Linked DNA regions of Pan troglodytes: region 1 is linked to region 2. The links are chromatin contacts, called in public HiChIP or PLAC-seq maps. All regions are on one chromosome and are shown on one strand. The core of a region is the stretch at or near the end of the contact, and the rest is flanking DNA. Distances in the headings are between cores, read along the strand shown. Region 1 holds the start of PTMA (prothymosin alpha). Region 2 holds the start of NCL (nucleolin).

What was found. HiChIP or PLAC-seq counts read pairs in DNA pulled down with a chosen protein or histone mark.
Region 1: a contact with region 2 is called in an H3K4me3 HiChIP or PLAC-seq map of stem cell-derived excitatory neurons, with 4 times the contacts expected there. The contact joins the promoter of PTMA here to the promoter of NCL in region 2. A contact is called at or near these places in 1 of 7 Hi-C or Micro-C datasets (stem cell-derived neural progenitor cells) and 1 of 1 datasets of contacts at active chromatin or transcription factors (stem cell-derived excitatory neurons).

The regions. Positions count from the first base shown.
Region 1 is chr13:133,951,641-133,954,950 of NHGRI_mPanTro3-v2.0_pri, reverse strand. It overlaps PTMA (prothymosin alpha), which reads right to left and starts at 2,040. Exons shown (of 5, transcript XM_054678827.2): 1 at 1,824-2,040. The coding sequence starts at 1,826.
Region 2 is chr13:133,709,176-133,712,677 of NHGRI_mPanTro3-v2.0_pri, reverse strand. It overlaps NCL (nucleolin), which reads left to right and starts at 1,810. Exons shown (of 14, transcript XM_516145.8): 1 at 1,810-3,110. The coding sequence starts at 3,093.

The DNA.
Region 1 (3,310 bases), core at 791-3,290, 240 kb before region 2:
GGGGCCCGGGCGCCCCCCCAGTTCGACCCTACCATTGGCCTGTCGCGGCCGCCGTGCTGGCCCGCGTCGCCCCGAGCTGCGGCGCACACGGTGCTCCCGGGCAGCCGCGGGGGGCGCCCATCGTCGCCCCAGCGCCGCGCTTCACTTTCTCTTTCCTCCCTGCGGCGCGTGGGCTCTCGCCTCCTCAGCCAAGCCCGGCACCGGGTGCATGACTGAAGCTGGGCGGCCGCTCCCGGCGCACTCACCTCGAAGGGCGCCCACCCCCGCCTCCCAGAGCGCCCAAAGCGGATAAGCCCGTCACACCTCCGCCGGGACGGCCGACGTCGCGGCCAGCCAGCCCGTCGCCCCATCCGCCTTATCGGGACTTAGTCTAGATAAACCACCTCAGGTCCGCTGCAGGGCGCGAAACCGGCGGCCTGGCGCCGAACAAAGAGCAGCGCGGCCGGCGGGCGCTCGCCGCCACTTCCCGCGGCCGGCCCGCGCCCCAACACGCGCCCCCCAGCACTTCCGATTCCCAACGCGCTTGAGTTTCAAAGTTATTTCCGTGCGCCCGGCGGGCCGACGACCCCCAGCCAGGCCCTTCTCCTCCCGCCGCCACTCATACCGATCACAGACGAGTTTCGAGGGCCGTGAGCCGGCCTCCGCGCCTAGCCCTCGGCCCCCGAGGGCGCCCGGCCCACTCCCCGACGGGCATCACGTCTGCCCGCGGCGGTTCCCGCCCCCTCCCCCGCACCACACAAAGAGTGGGCTGCCTGAGGGCACCGCGCCGGGGGCGGGCCGTTTCCCCGCGAGAGGGAGCAATAGCGGGCTTGAGGCAGTCCAGCTGCTGCGCGCCAAACACCGCCCGAGCGGCGGCGCGCGGACCCCGAGGGGGCGGGCGGCGTCCAGCCTCACCTTGGTGGTGATTTCGGAGCTGGTGTCTACGACTGCGTCTGACATGGTGGGGCACGCCGGTGATCCGATGCAGGGGATTAAAAAGAAAGCGAGAGTTCAGGGACTCTGGCGATAAAGCTGCCGGAGTCCGCGGCGGCGGAGGAGGCGCGCGGCGGAGGCGGCTGCGGCGAGCAAGGAGGCGGACGAGGAACAATGCAAAGATGGCTTTTCAGAGCAGCCAGTGGGGGACTCACGCGGCGCCAGAAGCTTTAATATAGATTAGTGGGCGGCGCTCGGCTTCCCATGCCCGGCCGCTATTGGCTGAGCGCAGGGAGCGGGCGCTCGCTCATTGGCTCGATTCCGAACAATGGACAAGCGTGCTTAAAGCGGCAGTGCCCCGGCGCGTCCCGCGCTGCGCAGTCGCCGATCGCACTGTCATTCAAGGCCCGAGTTTGCCGGGTCTCAGCGGGGCCGAGGGCGCGGGGGAGGGGTGCGCGAGCGCGTTCCGGACGCGCGCTCCCGCAGCTGTTTTGCTGGGGCTGCTGACGCAGAAAGCCAAAGCGCGGCAAAGCTGCCCGCCCAGCCCCCTTCCCTCCCTCTCCCGCCCTCCCCGCGGCTGCTCGGAAGGAGGGGGAGGGAAGAGGGGGAGGGAAGAGGGGGCGGCGGGCGCACGACGGCTGCCAGCGCGGGGGAGGGGAAGGCGGGGTGCTGGGCCGCGCTCGCCCCGGGCGGTGCCCAGCGCAGTGCCCGCGGAGGTGCCCGCCCCCCGCGCCTGGGCGCCTTCGACCAAGGATTGTCCCAGTGCAAGTGGACGGCAGCCCCACGACGAGCAACGAGGTCACGAGGCCGAGACCCGGGCACCTGGGCCGCCCCGTCCCTCTGCCATGCCCTCGCGCCCTCCCAGGGCAGGGCACCCCTAGTCCTGTGGGCAGGCGACCCCGATTGCCCACCATCAGGTCCGGCGTCCGTCGGCCAAGTAGGTCGACAAGCGGGCACCGTCCCAAGCACACACGGATTCATGTATCAAGCGGACTCGATGCGCGATGCCGGCTCCAGCCCTCGAGTGGGACAGCCCGCGGGCCCCGCACGGCATAGCGGTCCCCTCATTCTAGGGCTCTAGTTAGGGTCTGTCCCGAGCGGTCACTGCCGTCGCGACAGCCTCAGGGCAGCCTCCTCCAGGGGCCTGCCGGGCCATCGAGTCTACCCTTCTCCCACCCCACTGCTGGACTGCGATGGGCACATGAACATTACAGAGTTCCTCGGGGAAAATCATCGTCTCTGGAGCCAGTTGGGCTAATCTTTGGGGACTACCTGAAATTTGGGGGGCCATTTAGAGAACCATGCGGAGCCCCGAGAAAGGGGAGCATCAAAACGCCACACTCAAGATGGCGCCGGGCTCGGCAAGCGTGGCGTGACGTAGCGATCTAGCTCACGTGGGCGATCCGAGAACAACAGGCTACGCTGGCCTTATCGCCACCGCACTTAGCTGTCGAACTAAGAAATCGGTTGTGTGGGAAAAAGGACCAGAATAGGTGGAAACATAGTCCAGAAATTTACCTGTGCCACACACAAGATGGCGAGACGTAGGGTTCGTCCCTGTGCTGCCAAAAGGGGGCGCCCGACACGGAAGGCGGGACTCCGGAAACACGAGCGCACATTGGCCGAGAGTGGCGGGCGAACACAAAGTTGACGCTTTGCGTCCTTCCATTGGCAGTTTCTTCCGTCTGTCTCTCGGGTGCAGCCGAGCTGGGAATGGGGAAAACCCGGAGTGTGGGATCGTGGAGGGAGGACGATGCCAAGTCCCGCAGAGCTTGCGCTCGGGGCTAGAAGAGAGACTGAGTCTCCCTTCTCAGTTTCATTAGGTAATGGGCGACATGGCTCCGTCTCCACAGCGGGGCTTTGCTGAGCTTAGCACGCAGTCTCCCGGCGGGGAGGAGGCGCGCAGTGCCGGGCGCCACTCCGTCTCCAGTACGCGTTAGGCTCGCGTTCCCAGGTGCCCGTCTGGCCGCTGGACTGTTGGCCTTTCCGGAGCGAGTTTTACTTTAGGAAGAAGCCCGGGCTCCCGGTAGTTTGGCCTGAAGAAACGTGGGGCAGATGCTGGGCAGGGCGGGGATACCGCGCCAACACCCACTGCCCAGCGGTCGCCCTCCTATGCAGCGGCGAAGGGACGCCCGCTGTGTCTCCGCCCTGCCCCCAGGCGCCCCAGTGGCTGGAGGTGGCATTCTCCACTGGACGGGCGCGCCTCAATCCGGGGGACTTCCACAGTGCTGTTCCCGAGGACCACGCGTCTCAACTCTTTGTCGGGTTCCCTCCCTCCCACTGCCAGTCTGTCTTCACCGCCGCGCAGACCTGGGGCCGCCCTTCACAGAGGAAGGGCTCCTTGGCCTCAGCCACCGTGACCCCCTCCTTTGTGTCACATTCTCAGAGAGTTGGAGGG
Region 2 (3,502 bases), core at 561-3,060:
GTGGGCTGTCAGATCCTAGCATGAGTATGAGGCCCACTATGGCCGACTGGGTCTCAGGGGTCAGAAGTGCCCATGGGTGTCCCAAGTGGGTGCCTCACTACACAGGTTTCATGGGGGGCAGCCAGGCCACAGCAGCAGACAGAGTTGGGCCGGGTCCATGCAGGCCCGAAGAAGCAGCCAGTGGCCACTCAAGGCAGTGGTACCCCTGCAGCTTCTTGGCTGGTGTCTGAGACTAGTCACACTCCCCACAATAATTAGAGCCATGCTCACACCTCTCCCCACCATCTAGTTCTTCCTCTGCTAAAACGTGGAGCACTGTCTCCCAGCCTTGGAGCTCAGGGGCAGCAGATAACCTGAGCCAGCTGGAGCAGGTGGGGTCGCTCTTGGCTGGAACTGCCATGGAAAACCCCAACCAAAGACAGCACTTGGGAGAACATCTATGAAAATGTAAAAGTCCATACCCTTGACCCAGCTGTTCTACAGATATGATTTGTGTAAAATAACGCAAGTGAGAATATTTGCTATAGCAGTTTGTAATGGCCAAACATAGCAAAAAACCCTAACTATCCAGCAATGGTGACTAGATAAATTGTGATCCTTCCACACAAGGAATGCCATGTAGCTATTAAAAAGAATGAGGCAGCTCTACATGTGCTGATGTAGGATGAGTTACAAGATACATATAGTTAACACAAAAGAAGAGCTCAGAACAGTGTATATGATAGCGTTTGTATTAAATATAACAAATATACTTGTCTATTTGCACGTACGGCTGAATCTGGAAGGATATACAAGAGACTGCCACTGCCTTGAGACTGGGAGGCCTAGGGGACAGGAACGGGAGGGAGACCTTTTATTGTGCACCTGTTTGAATCTTTTGAATTTTGCACTATGTGTATACTTTACAATTCAATAAATACTCATGTTTTCAAAAGAAAACAAAAAAGCATTTAGAAACAAACAGGCCAGACGTGGTGGCTCACCTTTGGGAGGCTGAGGGGGGAGGATTGATATAGCTGGGGATGTCAAGGCTGCAGTGAGCCATGATCCTGCCACTGCACTCCAGCCTGGGGGACAGAGTGAGATTCTGTCTCAAAAAAAAGAAACTGGGATGACACAGCAGTGTCTTCACTTATATCCTACGCCTCCACTGCTAGCTAAGCGACCCTGGACAAGTTAATTTACCTCTATGTCCCAGTTTCTGTAAAACAGTGGTAACTTTTTGGAAAGGTTATTTTGAAGAGTAAGTTAATTAATATGTAAAGAGCTGGAAGAGCGCCTGGCACTGAATCAGCATTATGAAGTGTTAGATATTGCTATTTTGCTGCCCCAGACCAACTCCAAAGCAACGCCACTTGAGCCATGCCGGCTCTCCCTGCTGCTGCTTCTACCTAAATACTTCATTCATTTAACAAATAATTTTATTTTCTTTCTTTTTTTTTTTTTTTGAGATGGGGTTTCGCTCTTGTTACTCAGGCTGGAGTTCAATGACGCGATCTCGGCTCACTGCAACCTCCGCCTCCTGGGCTCAAGCGATCCTCTCATCTCAGCCTCCCGAGTAGCTGGGACTCCAGGCGAGCGCCACCATGCCCAATTATTTTTTGTGTGGAGACAGGGTCGCATTATATTACCCAGGCCGGTCTCAAGTTCCTGGACTCAAGCGATCCTCCTGCATCAGCCTCCCAAAGTACTGGGATTACAGGCATGAGCCATCGCACCCGGCCTTAACAAATGCTTTTCTTTCTGAGACGGAGTCTCGCTCTGTCGCCCAGGCTGCAGTGCAGTGGGCACTGCAACCTCCGCCTCCCCGGTTCATGCGCCTCGGCCTCCCAAAATGCTGGGATTGCGGATCTGAGCCACCGCGCCCGGCCTGAGGTGATTTTTAACAAGTACAGCCGTAGCTGCAGATATCCTGGTTCTGTAGGAACAATGAGGTATGGATGGATCCATAGCTGGACCTATGGATGGGATGGATCCCCGGTAGGCCCTGGACAGAGGGAAATGCTCTGGTTTTCGAGTGAGACCCACCCACAAAGCTAACCGTGGAAGTCACTGGCGGCCTCCTTCGCCCTGCCGCCGGGGAACCCTGCCGGTGGCTCTCGACCTGCTCCCGGGCCATCTGGTGACACTGACTTCGCAGCCACCACCTTAATTGGCGCATTCGACCCAAATAATAACCAGGGAACCTGTGGGCGGTCAAAGGCCCGGCTCTGCGGTCGGCCCTCCCAGGCCCCTCTCCCTGCCCTGTGAGGCCAGAAAGTTACTTCTCCGAGGCCGTTCCCCATGTCGAGAAATATCTCCCGCTTGAGGTTCTGTGGGGTAGGGGAGGTTCGTGCATTTCTCACAGAAAACCTCGCACAGACCCGCGACTGCCTTTATTAACAGCTCTCAGGAGACTGCCTGCAGCCGGGGGTGCCTCCGGCCCCATGCTCGCGGGCAAGCAGGGCTACGCTGTGCCTCCAAAAGGGCCAACGGGAACTCTGCGGTCCCTGAACTTCCGGTGCTGGCGGACTCCTCGCTCCAGGGCCACCAGAAGCCGCGGCGTGAGTGCGTGCCGGGACCGAGCGCGGGGTATCTAAGGAACTCCAAGGCTGCCCGAGCCTACGGACCCAGCCACATTGGCGAACCGGAGACCGCCCGATTCCACCACCCCCTCGCTCCCCTCACAGCCGGCGCCAAAAACGCCAGTCCCACGACGCAGGCCGGGACCCGCGCGCCCACGGCCCAATCAGCGCGGGCCTTGCACAAAGCGAGCCCCGCCCCCACGGCGCCGTTGCCAGCCCCTCCCCCTCCCGTGGCCGCCTCGGCCCGCCTACTCCCCGCCCCGCGCCGTTCACGGTTAGAGGCTCGCGATTGGCTCATGGGGACGGCCGCGAGCTTTGGTTGGTCGGCGCGGAGTCACGAGGGCGCCGTCGTCGCCTTTCCACAGGCGATTACTGGGCAGGCTCAGTCTTTCGCCTCAGTCTCGAGCTCTCGCTGGCCTTCGGGTGTACGTGCTCCGGGATCTTCAGCACCCGCGGCCGCCATCGCCGTCGCTTGGCTTCTTCTGGACTCATCTGCGCCACTTGTCCGCTTCACACTCCGCCGCCATCATGGTGAAGCTCGCGAAGGTAAACGGCCTTGAGCGCGAGCGCAGACGTGTAGGCCTGCTTTCCGAGGGGCGAGCGCGGCGCCGCGGGGAGGAGGGCCTGCGCGCAATCCCGGGCGCGTTCTAGGGCGCCATGCTGCGGGAAGTCTCGCGCGATTAGTGGGGAGGTCTCGCGGCTTCTGGCTACTTGGTGGCGAGGTGAAGAGGTTCTGCAGGTGCTGGGGGCGGCGAACGCGGCGGGAAAGACAGAGTCACTGAGCGCGGGGAGGGGGCGCTGGGTCTTGGGGTGGAGAGATGAGACCAAACTCTTGCGACGCGTACGAGCTGGGACTCGACTCCTGACGCACGTGCCCGGGAGCGCGGCCTGCCACGTGGGCCGCGCCGCGTGGGTCCTGGAATCTCCAGAGGGACCGG